Linked DNA regions of Danio rerio: region 1 is linked to region 2. Evidence: chromatin contacts called from public Micro-C data. All regions are on one chromosome and are shown on one strand. Each heading gives the region's core, a stretch centred on a gene start, on an enhancer-like site or on the middle of the called end of the contact. The rest is flanking DNA. Distances are from core to core; before and after follow the strand shown. Region 1 overlaps LOC141379522 (a long non-coding RNA gene). Region 2 has its middle 130 kb from the start of bcl11bb.

What was found. A called contact is a pair of places that touch in the nucleus more often than the background predicts.
Region 1: a Micro-C map of caudal fin shows a contact between it and region 2, with 5 times the contacts expected there. The contact joins two enhancer-like sites. A contact is called at or near these places in 1 of 18 Hi-C or Micro-C datasets (caudal fin) and 1 of 4 datasets of contacts at active chromatin or transcription factors (caudal fin).

What each region holds. Positions count from the first base shown.
Region 1 is chr20:4,803,838-4,810,210 of GRCz12tu, forward strand. LOC141379522 (a long non-coding RNA gene) reads right to left here. Exons shown (of 4, transcript XR_012396331.1): 4 at 5,791-6,373. Among named protein-coding and RNA genes, the nearest start is that of papola, 74 kb to the right of the region's middle. Within about 2 kb of position 3,539, at least 4 of the 62 cell types and tissues checked have an H3K27ac peak or open chromatin away from gene starts, as enhancers often do. A contact at or near this core is called in caudal fin, where this site is marked.
Region 2 is chr20:4,668,778-4,675,731 of GRCz12tu, forward strand. No RefSeq gene overlaps it. Among named protein-coding and RNA genes, the nearest start is that of bcl11bb, 130 kb to the left of the region's middle. Within about 2 kb of position 5,599, at least 7 of the 62 cell types and tissues checked have an H3K27ac peak or open chromatin away from gene starts, as enhancers often do. A contact at or near this core is called in caudal fin, where this site is marked.

The DNA.
Region 1 (6,373 bases), core at 2,289-4,788, 130 kb after region 2:
AAGAAATTAGTAGTAGTAGTATGCTATTATTATTATTATTATTATTATTATTATTATTATCATCATTATTATCATTATTATTATTATTAAATAATGCTTTCCAAAAAGATTATGTAATGATTCCCAACATTAAAGAAATTATTATTATTATTATTATTATTATTATTATTATCATGTTGTTGTTGTTGTTGTTGTTACAGTTATTATTATTAAATACTGCTTTTCAATAGGATTATGTAATATTTCATTAAAGGAAACATTAAAGAGATTATTATTGTTGTTGTTGTTATCATCATCTTTATTGTTATAGTTATTAATAATAATAATAATTATTATTATTATTATTATTATGTTGTTGTTGTTGTTATCATCTTTATTAGTATTATTGTTATTGTCATCTTTATTATTATTGTTATAACTATTGTTATTATCATTATGTGGCTGTTGTTATCATCTTTATTAATGTTATTATTGTTGTTATTATTATTGATGTTATGTTGATGGTATTATATTTTTTTATCAATATGTGCACATTTTTGTATTCTTGGAAACTATAGAAATAAAAATGGATATACAGAAAAAAACGCCCAAAACCAAATTATATTATTATTATTATGTTGTCGTTTTTATGATTTTTATTAATATTGTTATTGGTATTATTATTGTTGTAGTTATTATTATGTTGTTGTTATGATTTTTTTTAATTATTATTATTATTATAATCTTTATTCAAACTGTTACAATGATTTTGTTGTCATTTTTATTATTGTTGTTATTAATATTATGTTGTTGTTGTTACTATGATTTTTATTAATATTATTGATATTATTATCTTTATTAATAATAATAATAATTATTATTATTATTATTATTATTTTATTATTGTTTTATTATTATTATTGTTGTTGTTGTGTTTTTTATTATTGTTGTTGTTGTTATTATTATTATTAATCAGATTCCTCCACAAGCATCTTCTGTTATTTACATGTGCAGGGCTGCAGAACCTATTCTCCGCGACACATATAAATTACTGTTTAACGAGAAGCCGTATTCCATAAATTATTCAAAACACCTGGGATTACAATATGAGATCAAATGATGGTGGAAGAGCAGCTCTCTGCTGGGGGCTGCATCCTTTCTGCTTTTCATCTTAAATAAGAGGAGAGCTCCGTCTCACACACACACACGCTCAGGCCAGACCAACCAACGACAGCCACTTTCCACGAGACCACACTTACTTCAGTCCCACCTGCAATTCTTTTGCTTTCACTCTCTCACACCACATTTGGGCTACAGCCGTCAGTAAACAGATATAGAGAAGTTTCTTCAGTTGAGATTTTTTTTTACGTCCCATGGCTTGGCAGACTTTTGATAAGTGCTGAAGTCCTGTGAAACATTTATCAGGTGTTTAGATTGTATGCTTGTGTCTGATCCATTTTCATTTGGAAAAAAAAAAAGATAAATTATACGCATTTGTTATTCGAAAATGCATTTTTAAATACATTTTATACACTCAAAAAATATTTTTGCTGCATGTTCAAACTACTTATTTAAGATAAGCTGAAACAACCCAATTCTGGAGATTTTTTGGGGACAACTTAACTGTTTTAAGTTTAATTTGTTACATTAAATACTTTTTTGTTGTTGTTGCATTTTACAATATACAAAAAAATCTAACCCAAATAAAGTCATTTGCAAAAATTACTATAGTATCAACAGTTCCTATGAAACACTTTTTAATAAGACCTGATAAGACACAATGTGATTTTATATGTGAAAAATAACAATAAGTGCACTGAAAATTTTTTTAGATTTAAAGATGATTCCTTGGGTTTATTAAATTTGTTTAAGTGCAAACAATTTATTTGGGTTGAATTTAAACTAATCAGATTGACCATTACTACATTTAATTAGTTTGTTTCAATTCAACCCATATAAATTGTTTGCAGCAACATTGCAGACATCTTTTTTTTTTCAGTGTAGAATTTTAATTGCAGATTATATTATTATTAGTTCTGTCATTTTTTTTATAAACTCTATCAAGTTTAAGTATATCATTTTACTTTAAAACATATTATTTTAACTATGAATTTTATGATGGATCATTTTCAGTGTATACACTGAAAAAAGGGGGTTCCACACAATTCATTCATGTTGTCCCAACAAACATGTATTAACTTAATAGAATAAATTTAAGTGGATTGAACTTAAAACAATTAGGTCCTGGCTCCTTAGGGAAGGCTCCTTAAGTAATTTGAACATGCAGCAAAAAAAAAAAAAAAATGGTGTCCAACCTTTTAGATGGGGTTTAAATTACTACAGTTGAAGTCAGAATTATTCGCCCCTCTTTGAATTTTTTTTCTTCTTTTCAAAATATTTCCCTAATTATGTTTAACAGAGCAAGGAAATTTATTTTTTCTTAAACCTATTTTTCTTTTTCATTTTTTGATAGTCTACAGAACAAACCATCATTATACAATAACTTGCCTAATAACCCTAACCTGCCTAGTTAACCTAATTACCCTTGTTAAGCCTTTAAATGACACCTTAAGCTGTATAGAAGTGTCTTGAAAAATATCTAGTCAAATATTATTTACTGTCATCATGGCAAAGACAAAATAAATAAGTTATTAGAAATGAGTTATTAAAACTATTTTGTTAAGAAATATGTTGAAAAAAAATTGCTTCATTAAACAGAAATGGGGGAGAGAGGGGGGCTAGTAATTCTGCCTTATATATATATATATATATATATATATATATATATATATATATATATATATATATATATATATATATATATATATATATAGGGAAAAATTATAACTGTTTGTTTACTTTATGAAAACAATATGCTGGTGGGAGAAAAACAATTTAAAAAGTAAGTTTATCTCCTGCCAGAATCTAACAGAAACAACAGCAATTATTTTATTAAATTATTATTATTTCAATAAGAAAATCAAATGAAAATATTGTAAAAACAATCTTTATAACAAACATCAAGCTTTTATAAAAACAGAAAAGATTTAAATAAAGCAACTGTTAATATTATTTAAGTGTTTATTTTGTCCACATTCATACAGAAAACAAGATAAATGTGTACAATAAAACATTTGTATAAAAATTTGCATTTATTGATCATTTTCAAATGTAGAAACACCTTTTTTGTAAACAGAATTAAAATATTAAAATAAATAAAATGACTGAACATTAAAAAAGGCAAACTCATTTACTCACAGTGACATCAAAAACACTATGAACAAAAACAGACATAATAATAAATCAGACCAAGAGAGCATAGCAGTAAAACGTACTAACATTATCATTACACATCAGCATTTGACTTGATATGAACTACAGTTGTAGCTGATAGAGTAACTTCTCACCTGACGGCGGGCCATGTAGAGTTTGATTATGAGAGAGAAAGGCATAAAAATGTGCTTTTTTTTCAAAAGAGGAGGATATATTAACGTGTGTGTGATTGTGTGTGTCTTCAAGTGTACAAAATGAACGGTTCCACAAGATTACCCTCACAACTCAAATGGTGTACTCTAGCGCCCCCCATAGGCCAAAACAGACCCTCCTCAAGATTTCTAGTAGGGAAGTTTCAGAGACTTTGCTCAAATTACACCTTTTGACATCGACGTTCCTGGATTAACATCTTTGGTGAAACATCTTTTCAGTCAACCAATCAAATTTGAAGTATAAGTTTAGAGTTTATGTCAAATACGCCAAATACCGGTACGTTTATGCCATACAATCAGGGAGAGATGCTTCTGTTATTTATCTATATTCCCGTCAGACTTTACGATTAATTTAGGGTAGGGATTCGTTTTTCTAGTCTAAATTTAGAATTAATTTAATATAGTGTATTTTTCGTCAAATTCCACTCACCCAATCATATTTGAGGTTTAAGTTTAGGTTTACGATCAGGGTTTGCAGCATACCTCGCCTTTGATTTACCTCAGGAATAATTTATGTGTACGGTTAGGATTAGGTGTAGGTTAGCTTGTATATAAAATACTATAGTGCTTCAGAGTGTTTTTGAAGAATACTAGAGTGTATTATACATGTAATTGTTTTCACAACACTTTAATGACTGCATGTAAGCTACAGTGAACTAATAAACTGTAAAGCATAGTACTCTATACTTTACTGCAGTAAATTGTGGTGTATTGTAGTTTAATGTATACAGTAAACTTAGTAAAGTACAGTATTGGGTCATTTATTTATATTACTATAGATCAGAGATGCCCAACACTGCAAAAAATGCTTTTCTTACTTAGATTTTTGGTCTTGTTTCTAGTACAAATATCATTATAATATAAAAATCAAGAAGCATTTTCTAGACAAGAAAAACATATAGTCTTGTTTTCAGAAATAATATGCCAAAATTAGGTGAGTTTTTCCTTAAAACAAGCAAAATAATCTGCCAATGGGGTAAGCAAAATATTCTTACGTCAAAAAAAAAAAAACAAGATTAATTTGCTTACCCCATTGGCAGATTATTTTACTTGTTTTAAGGAAAAACTAACTTTGGCATTTTATTTCTCAAAACAAGACAATATGTTTTGCTTGTCTAGAAAATGCTTCTTAATATAAGAAATTTTAGATATTTAGACTAGAAACAAGACCAAAAATCTAAGCAAGAAAAGCATTTTTTGCAGTGAAATAGGGCCTGCAGGCCAAAGTTGGCCCATTGTAACCGTTGATTTGGCCCACCATCCCATCTGAGAGGAGAGAGTGAGAAGGATGGAGATAGTTAGGGAGAATGCCTTTAACAGATCATCATTTCCAATTTGACGTAACCTTTTTTGTTTGTTTTATTGCTGAGTCACAAAAAAAGCAAACTGAAGATATATGCTGTAAATTAATCTGAGTTTTTAAAATGAATACTGTCACTTGATGGATAGAGGACTACGAAGAAGACATCAGTGAGCAAATCAAGGTAAAAACTAGTGTTACTCCATTCTGTTATAAATATTAAAAAACTGTTTTTACTGTAATAACTAATTTAAAAATATACTATATTAGTTAATATAAAGCAATGTTTTCTAGTTATTCTTTAAAAGTTATTAAATAAATAAGGAAATTACACATGGCAACTATATTTACATTCGGCCCACTAGCCTCAATCAAGTGATATTTTTGGCCCTTCATAAGAAAAAGTTTGGCCACCCCTACTCTAGATGCATTACCAGAGCAACTTTAGCATTACAAGTTCCAATTTCCCTTTTTTTGTCATATAGAACATCACAGGAGATTTAAGCAAATTTAAAAAAAATATTAAATATAAAAAAAATAAATATTACATATATTTATGAAATAAACCCTGACCAGCAAATAATTAGACAGATTAATCCATGTGTTTTACTATAGTATGGTTCAAAAACACTTTATAGTGTTCACTATAAATAAAAGTAATCTTTCATTTGTTTCATGTGGGATATTTCAGACAAGAATGTAGTTTAATGATCTAAGCTAGGCCACTTATATTTTTTAAGAAGAGAAAATGGTGGTTTTCTTGAAGATGTTATCACAGTTCTTCTGGATTTAGTCCGTCTCAGCTCTTCCTGTTTCTAAATGTCATCCAGACGAACTGGTCTCATTGCGCATACAAAAATCTAACTTAATCATTACAACTAATGGTATCACTTTATTTTGATGGTCCCTTCGATGCATTGTTGAATTTAAGTTACATTGCATCGACATGCCAACTAATTCTCATTAGATTATGAATAGACTGCTAGGTTGGGGTTAGGGTTAGTGTAAATTGACATGTACTTGCAAAGTTTCTTAGAGTCAGTTAAACGTCTTTTAAAGGAGCCGTATCAGCAGATATTAAGCAGACAGTCTGCTAATACTTAAATGAGAAGTAATTGGCATGTAGTTATGCAATTTAGTCGACAAAATGAGCAATAGAGACCATCAAAATAAAGCCAATTACCATTAAACATAATATTTTAAAAATGTAAACTGACATTTCCTACTGACAAGCTTCACAAATGCGCAGAAATAACTATCTTAAAACCATTATTGTTGACAAAAAAGTAACTGTTGACCTAGGAACGTGTCTAACCCTGCAAAATCAGGTCGTGGAGTTGTACTATCTCCACTCAGAGAGCCACCCGCACAACGTGACGTCCACAGCCGCCTGCTCCAGCTCCCCAATGAGTGCAGAAACGCTGCGTCGTACACCATGTAAAGATGCCCCTCTATTGTATTATTCATCCCGGTGACAAGTTCCTCACTTCCTGCAGGCCAATGCACTCCCCCAATGACACGCCGGGGGACTGAACATGACACTGAGAGTGAATTAGCGGCGTTGCATTAGCCATCTGCATATGGGTAGGGGCCCGCTTCCATGGCCCTC
Region 2 (6,954 bases), core at 4,349-6,848:
TTCTGCGGACCGCGATTTATGTCCCGGGAGGTACGTATTGGAGCGGTTTTTGTTTTCGCGGATCCGCGAGAGGCCGCTGTGCGCGCTCTTTCGCGTCTTGGGCGCCTCTCGGGAGTGCGCGCCGTTCGCGCCAGCGCCATTCGCGCCAGCGCCATTCTCGAGCGAAAAGCCGCCGGATCGGCCGCCCTCCTCTTCCTCCTCCTCCTCCTCCTTCCCTAAACCCGAGCGACCATTCTCAAAAGCCGTCCAGAAAAAAAAAAAAAACAGCAAAAGCCCTCGTCTTCGATTTCGACCGCGTTTTCGGATCCCGCCACGTTCTCGCCCTAATTTTTCAGATTCCGTTTTTCGTCTTACCTGATTTCCGGAACCGCTGTTCCCCGGACTCGATCCCGGTCGTCGTCCCCGCGGCCGGCTCCTCCTCCTCCGGGGCCTCCGCTCCGCCGACGCAACGCTGTGAGCTAAGCGGACAAACTGGTTGCATGGGGAAAGCCCTCCACTCGGAGGCGAGCCGTCGGCCGGCGAGCACGAAGAGGAAGGGCGGAGCGGCGCCACACCGCCCCGCAGCGTTCGCTCGAAAAAAACTAGATGCTGCCTTACGTACCTCCGGCCACGTAAATCGCGGTCTCCAGAAACGTCCGCGGGGCTATGTTTCCAGAATGAGTCTGGGTTGAAATGTTGAGTTACTCCCCAAATATAGTAATTAGCTGTGTTACTTTGTTACTTTTTATAGTTAGTAATGTGTTACGTTACTTTTAAGTTACTCTTGCATTACTTTATATTACATTTCTGTGGGTTAATCATTTCAGAACTTGTTTTTCTTCTTTATTTTGTGGACTTGTGGAGAAGGCATTCGACCGTGCCCCTTATGGCATTCTGTGGAGGGTGCTCGGGGAGTATGGGGCCAGAGGCGCTCTGTTAAGGACCGTCTCGTCCCTGTGTGAACAGAGCAGGAGTTTGGTTCACATTGTCTGTAATAAGTCAGACTTGTTTCCAGTGGAGATTGGACTCGGGTAGGACTGCCCCTTGTCACCAATTCGGTTCATAATTTTTATGGACAGAATTTCAAGGCACAGCCTAGGGCTGGAGGGGGTCAGGTTCGGGGACCACAGGATTTCATCTCTGTTATTCGCAGATGTATCTTGGCATTTTTTTCTGATGCCATAACTCTGTGGTTAGTTGTTTTGTAAAATATAAACAGATGTTTTAATATTATGTCCTTTGTTTATTTATGTTTGAAGTTTTTACTGCAAATGTCACATCCATAATGCTGGAATTGCTCAACTGTTGTCTTTGAATTGCAGGTGTTTGACTGAATGCATCTCTGAAAACGAGGATCAACAGAGCTTGTCTCAAAATCTGAACTGATGTAACACGCCGGTCACGGCGATTCACACATCTGCTTCGCACTTTCTCTCTTCCTGTCATTCAGAAGTGAAACGCTAAGTGTTCAGTGCATCCTGCTTGTGTTGTTGCAGAGTGTGGCAGTGTGAATTTCTCTGCTAAGGCATTCGCTTTGTGATTACAAAGTAACTTTTAACACCATTGACTACTTTTAACTTCTGTGCTTTCCAGTGTAGATTTCCAGTAATGAGCAGAAACAGAATTTGATTCATCTTAGAAAACAAGCTCAATATGGAACATGTATTCATCAGTGAATCGCTGAGAAAACTGAATCATCAGTGTTTGCATTGAAAACATTTTTTACAAAATGTGTGGATGTTTCCCAGTTATGGGTTGCTCATTTCGGCTGCTTGTTTCCGAAATCTTGTCCTTTCAGTCATGACCCAAAGCTCATGACCATAGGTGAGAGTAGGAATGTAGATTGAACAGTAAATTGAAACCTTTGCCGTTCGGTTTAGCTCCTTTTTTAACACAACGGACCGGTACATCGACCGCATTACTCTTGCCACTGCACCAATCCGCCTGTCAATCTCACGTTCTATCCTTCCCTCACTCGTGAACAAAACGCCAAGATACTTAAACTCCTCTTAAACTCCTCCACCTGGGGTAAGGACTTTCCTCCAACCTGGAGATGAAAAACCACCTTTTTCCTGTGGAGCACCATGGCCTCGGACTTGGAGGTGCTGATTCTCACACGCTTCACACTTGGCAGCAAACCGCCCCAGTGCATGCTGAAGGTACGTGTTTGATGAAGCCAACAGAACAACATTATCTGCGAATAACAGAGATGAAATCCTGTGGTCCCCGAACCTGACCCCCTCCAGCCCTAGGCTGTGCCTTGAAATTCTGTCCATTAAAATTATGAACAGATTTGGTGACAAGGGGCATCCCTACCTGAGTACGAATTAGCCACAAAACTGAATACTTACGTTTTCTCGTGAGATCAGGCTGAAAATACAGTGACAAATCTTTTACTTTCTGTCAAAAACAAAAACAAAAAAAAACAATACTATGAAGTTCCCCGAGTAGGAAGCAGCACACCTCTGTGTGTAACTCAAGTCTCTCTGGTGTCCGGCAGCATGCTGCTCCCGGCATTGAACTCCCAGACACTCAAAAGGTGTCTTTATCCCAGCTGTACAACAAAAAAAAAACACCCCACCTCCACCTTCATTCCCACCATCAGGCTCAAGCTTTTGGGAATCCACCCTAAACACCCCCACCCGCATTTAAGCAGCAGCCACCCTTTATGTTCACATGTGTCACTGCTGCTTTACTCTGTCAAAATCTGGCCGCACAATAGACGTGTAAAAAGATTGACCAACAGCACTTCTTTTTTTCCATCTTCTTCTGCACAGCCACCCAGAGAGACACAATAGAGCGGGGTGAAAAACACACCTGCACTTTTATCCAGCAAGAAAGAAATGCCTGTGTCCTGATACGACAGCGCCTGCAGACTAATATTAACTGTTGCGCAGCACAAAGGGCAAGCAAAGGGTCCCTGAAACGTGAGAGCGCAGAAAACATTTAGAGTCAATAAAAGTGTGTCAATTGGACAGCGAACAGCGTGGCGTGGAATGATGTTTACACAAGCACGGCACATTGTCAGGCGAGGTGATTTTCATAACTATATATGTTTATTGTAGCACTCAGTGTGGTGGCAGGAGATGTTATCACGGTGACCTGTTGATCTTGAAAGTCGTCTTTATAGGTGAATATGATACATGTACAAAGAGAGTTTCTCTGAAACCAAAATGTCTGTTGATTGTACTATATTAAAAGCAAGAGTACAATTTATTTACTTAATTAACATATTTGACTAAAATTTTAATCTAAATTAGCATTTTTCTTAGGCTGTTGCGTGTAGTTTTAGTAATTTTACTCTTAGTGCAAATAATATGTTATTTTCATTGCCTTTAAAGTGAAATAAGAGAACACACAGTGCATCCGGAAAGTATTCATAGCGCTTTCCTTTTTATACATTTTTTTATGTTACAGAATTTTCCAAAATGGATTAAACTCATTTATTTCCTTAAAATTCGGCACACAATCCCCCATAATGACAATGTGAAAAAATTGTTGCAAATTTATTAAAAATAAAAAAAGCTGAAAAACAGATGTACATTCGTGTTTACAGCCTTTGCTCAATACTTTGTTGATGCACCTTTGACAGCGATTACAGCCTCAAGTCCTTTTGAATATGATGCCACAAGCTTGGCTCACCTGTCTTTGGGAATTTGTGCCCATTCCTCTTTCCAGTACATTCTAAGCTCTATCAGGTTGGATGGGAAGCGGCGGTGTACAGCAATTTTTTAGATCTCTCCAGAGATGTTCAATAGGATTTAGGTCTGGGCTCTGGCTGGGCCACTCAAGGACATTCACCGAGTTGTTGTGAAGCCGCTCTATTGATATTTTGGCGGTGTGCTTTGGGTCATTGTCCTGCTGGAAGATGAAGCGTCATCCCAGTCTGAGGTCAAGAGCACTCTGAAGCAGGTTTTCATTCAGGACGTCTCTGTACATTGCTGCATTCATCTTTCACTTTATCCTGCTGAAAAACATCCACACAGCATTATGCTGTCACCACCATTCTTTCAAAATTTTGAGGGACAACTTATTTGTTTTATATTCAATCCATTTCAATTTGCAAAAGAAAAAAAGCTAACTTAATCGGTTTGTGTTTGAACAACATGACATGATTATTTTGGTGCAACAGTGAAGCAAGAATTTATTTCTGATTAGAGTTTTTCAAGAATTTCCAGCCTGATCTCACGAGCAAACTTAAGTATTTTACGTTTTGTCAGTTTAGTGGCGAATTACGAGTTCAGTTGTACGAAATTGCACGATTTTAAAAAGGAGGCGTGGCATCTAACCCCACCCCTAAACCCAACCGTCATTCACTAAAAAACATTATTCAGAAATGATTCCTTGGATTTACTCTATTTTTTTACGTTAACTGGCTGTAAACTATTTATTTGGGGTAAATTTATACACACAAATTAAGTAGAATTTTAGTAAATTCAATTCTTTTTTTTTTTAATTCAACACAAATAAATTGTTTGCAACAGTTTTGCAGACATCATTTTTTTCATCGTTGGGGGATGAGCAAATCGTACTTAATTGCACCAATTAGATCGAACGAGTTCATACAAATTCGCCACTAAATCAAAACGTTACGAATTGCCGTGAGATTGCGTTGGAATTTCTAACGATTTACGTAATATTTATTTTTTGTTGCTCCTAAAAAAGCACAACTTTGTACTCTGAAAAAAAGTGAGCATGCAGAACAACAATGTTCTAATAATGTTCAACTTAATTTGTTTGTTTAAATTCAACTTAAATAAATTGTTTACAAGCACTTACGTAGAAAAAATAGTAAATCCAAGGAATCATCTTTAAATAATTTTTTTTAGTGTACACACAAAAATGAGTGTTGCTGCTTGTTAAACTACTTATTTAAAATGAGCTGAATCAACACAATTCTTAATTTTTTTTGGCACAACTTAAATATTTTATGTTCAATCCACTTAAATGTGTAAAAGCGAAGCTAACTCAATTGATTTGTGTTGTGACAACATGAAGGACTTGTGTGGAACCCTGCTTGTGTCTTTTTAATTTGCAGCTGCATTGTGATTGCATTTGTGATCATATTTAAATTTAATTCCATCATTACCATTTTCTGTCTCTATTTAAAGAAATCCTGGAGGACTTTAGTGTGTGCTTCTCATCACTGAGTCTCCAAGATTTGCCAGACCTCTTTTTTTTTGCACTGAAAAAAACAACTGTTTAGTTTCGGAGAACAATCTAAACAAAGATGCTTCAATGGCAGAAGATAAAAGTAAAAAACGCACTTTCCGTTTGATCAACTCGACTACATGTTGGTGTGTGTTTGTGTCCTCGCTAAGACAATAGTCACCAGACCACGGAGAAAACTCCTCACTGTTTGGACTGCATCTGGAGCATGAAACCGGCTCGGTCAGTCACTGAGAGTTATAAAAAAAAAAAAAGACAAACTGGATGAAGCCGCTTCTGGTTTTGATTTCATCTGAGAGAAAGAGAGTGTGTGTGTCTTTTCGACTTTTTTGCACAAGAGCAAACCTGTCCTCTGCTTGGACGGTGGCCAAGTGAACATGCCGAGGCCGACTCTGATCCTCAGCGCGTTTCCCTGTCGTCTGTAAACCCACCACCTCTGGCAGACTTTGACGGCACATCGTAGTGTAAGCATGAAGGGACCCTGAAGATCTCAGCAGTCTGGACTTAAGTCATGTCTGTGTAATGTATGTGTGAACGTGCTGCTAATGACTCAGCAATCATATTTTGCAACACCGGCTATTTGGATGCATTGTTAACCTATGGAAAACGTTAAGCTGTAGTTGACGTGAATGCTTTAAAATGATACATTTCTGTCTGTCTGTATATTTGTGTGTGTGTGTGTGTGTGTGTGTGTGTGTGTGTGCGTGTGTGTGTGTGTGTGTGTGTGTCCAAACTTCTAACTTAAGAGGTGCTGTCCCCCCCTACTGGCCCACAGCTCCATATCACTATTATTAAACTTCTGAGGAAAACATTGGAACTATCTCTTCATTGTCTCCTTTTAATCTCAAGACACACTAACTTTAGTGTAAGTTCCTAATTTTGTGTTTTATTTCCACTGTGAGAGTTTTTTCTGTAATAAATAGTCTTAGCTATTAGCCTCTTTAAGCTATATATATTTTTAGATTGTCTACTGAACAAACCATTGTTATACAATAACTTAATTTTATTTAACCCTAATTACCCTAACCTGCCTAGTTAACCTAGGTAAAGTCTTTAAATGTCCCTTTAAGCTGCATAGAAGTGTCTTGAAAAATATCTAGTATAATATTATTTACTGTCATCATGGCAAAGATAAAATAAATCAGTTATTAGAAGTGAGTTATTAAAACTATTATGTTTAGAAATGTGTTGAAAAAATCTGCTCCCTGTTAAACAGAAATTGGAGAGGAATAAATAGGGTGGCCGATAATTCTGACTTTAATTGTATATATAATGTCTGTAAAAAACCCTACAATGTTAGCACGGTAGGTCTGAATAATAGAGTACACACCAACAGGTCAATATTATGATAATTGCTTATAAAATAACTATAATTTAAGAAAATTTGTAAAATTATTAATAAATAATAGATGAAATATCAAATAAAAAAACAAAAAACTAATTCTTCTTCTTCTTCCTCATAAAAAAATCCAAAAAGACCCCCAACAATTCAAGAAGTGTCTGAATTTCCTAAATTAAATTAAATTAAATTAAATTAAATTAAATTAAATTAAATTAAATTAAATTAAATTAAATTAAATTAAATTAAATTAAATAAGTGTTTATTTGGATTTTTACAGCACTTTGCTCAACCCTATTTTAATTGGAACAATTTTTATAATTATTGTAATAATAAAAACAATTATATATATATATATATATATATATATATATATATATATATATATATATATATATATATATATACATATATATATATATATATATATATATATACATACAGTACAGTTGAAGTCAGAATTATTA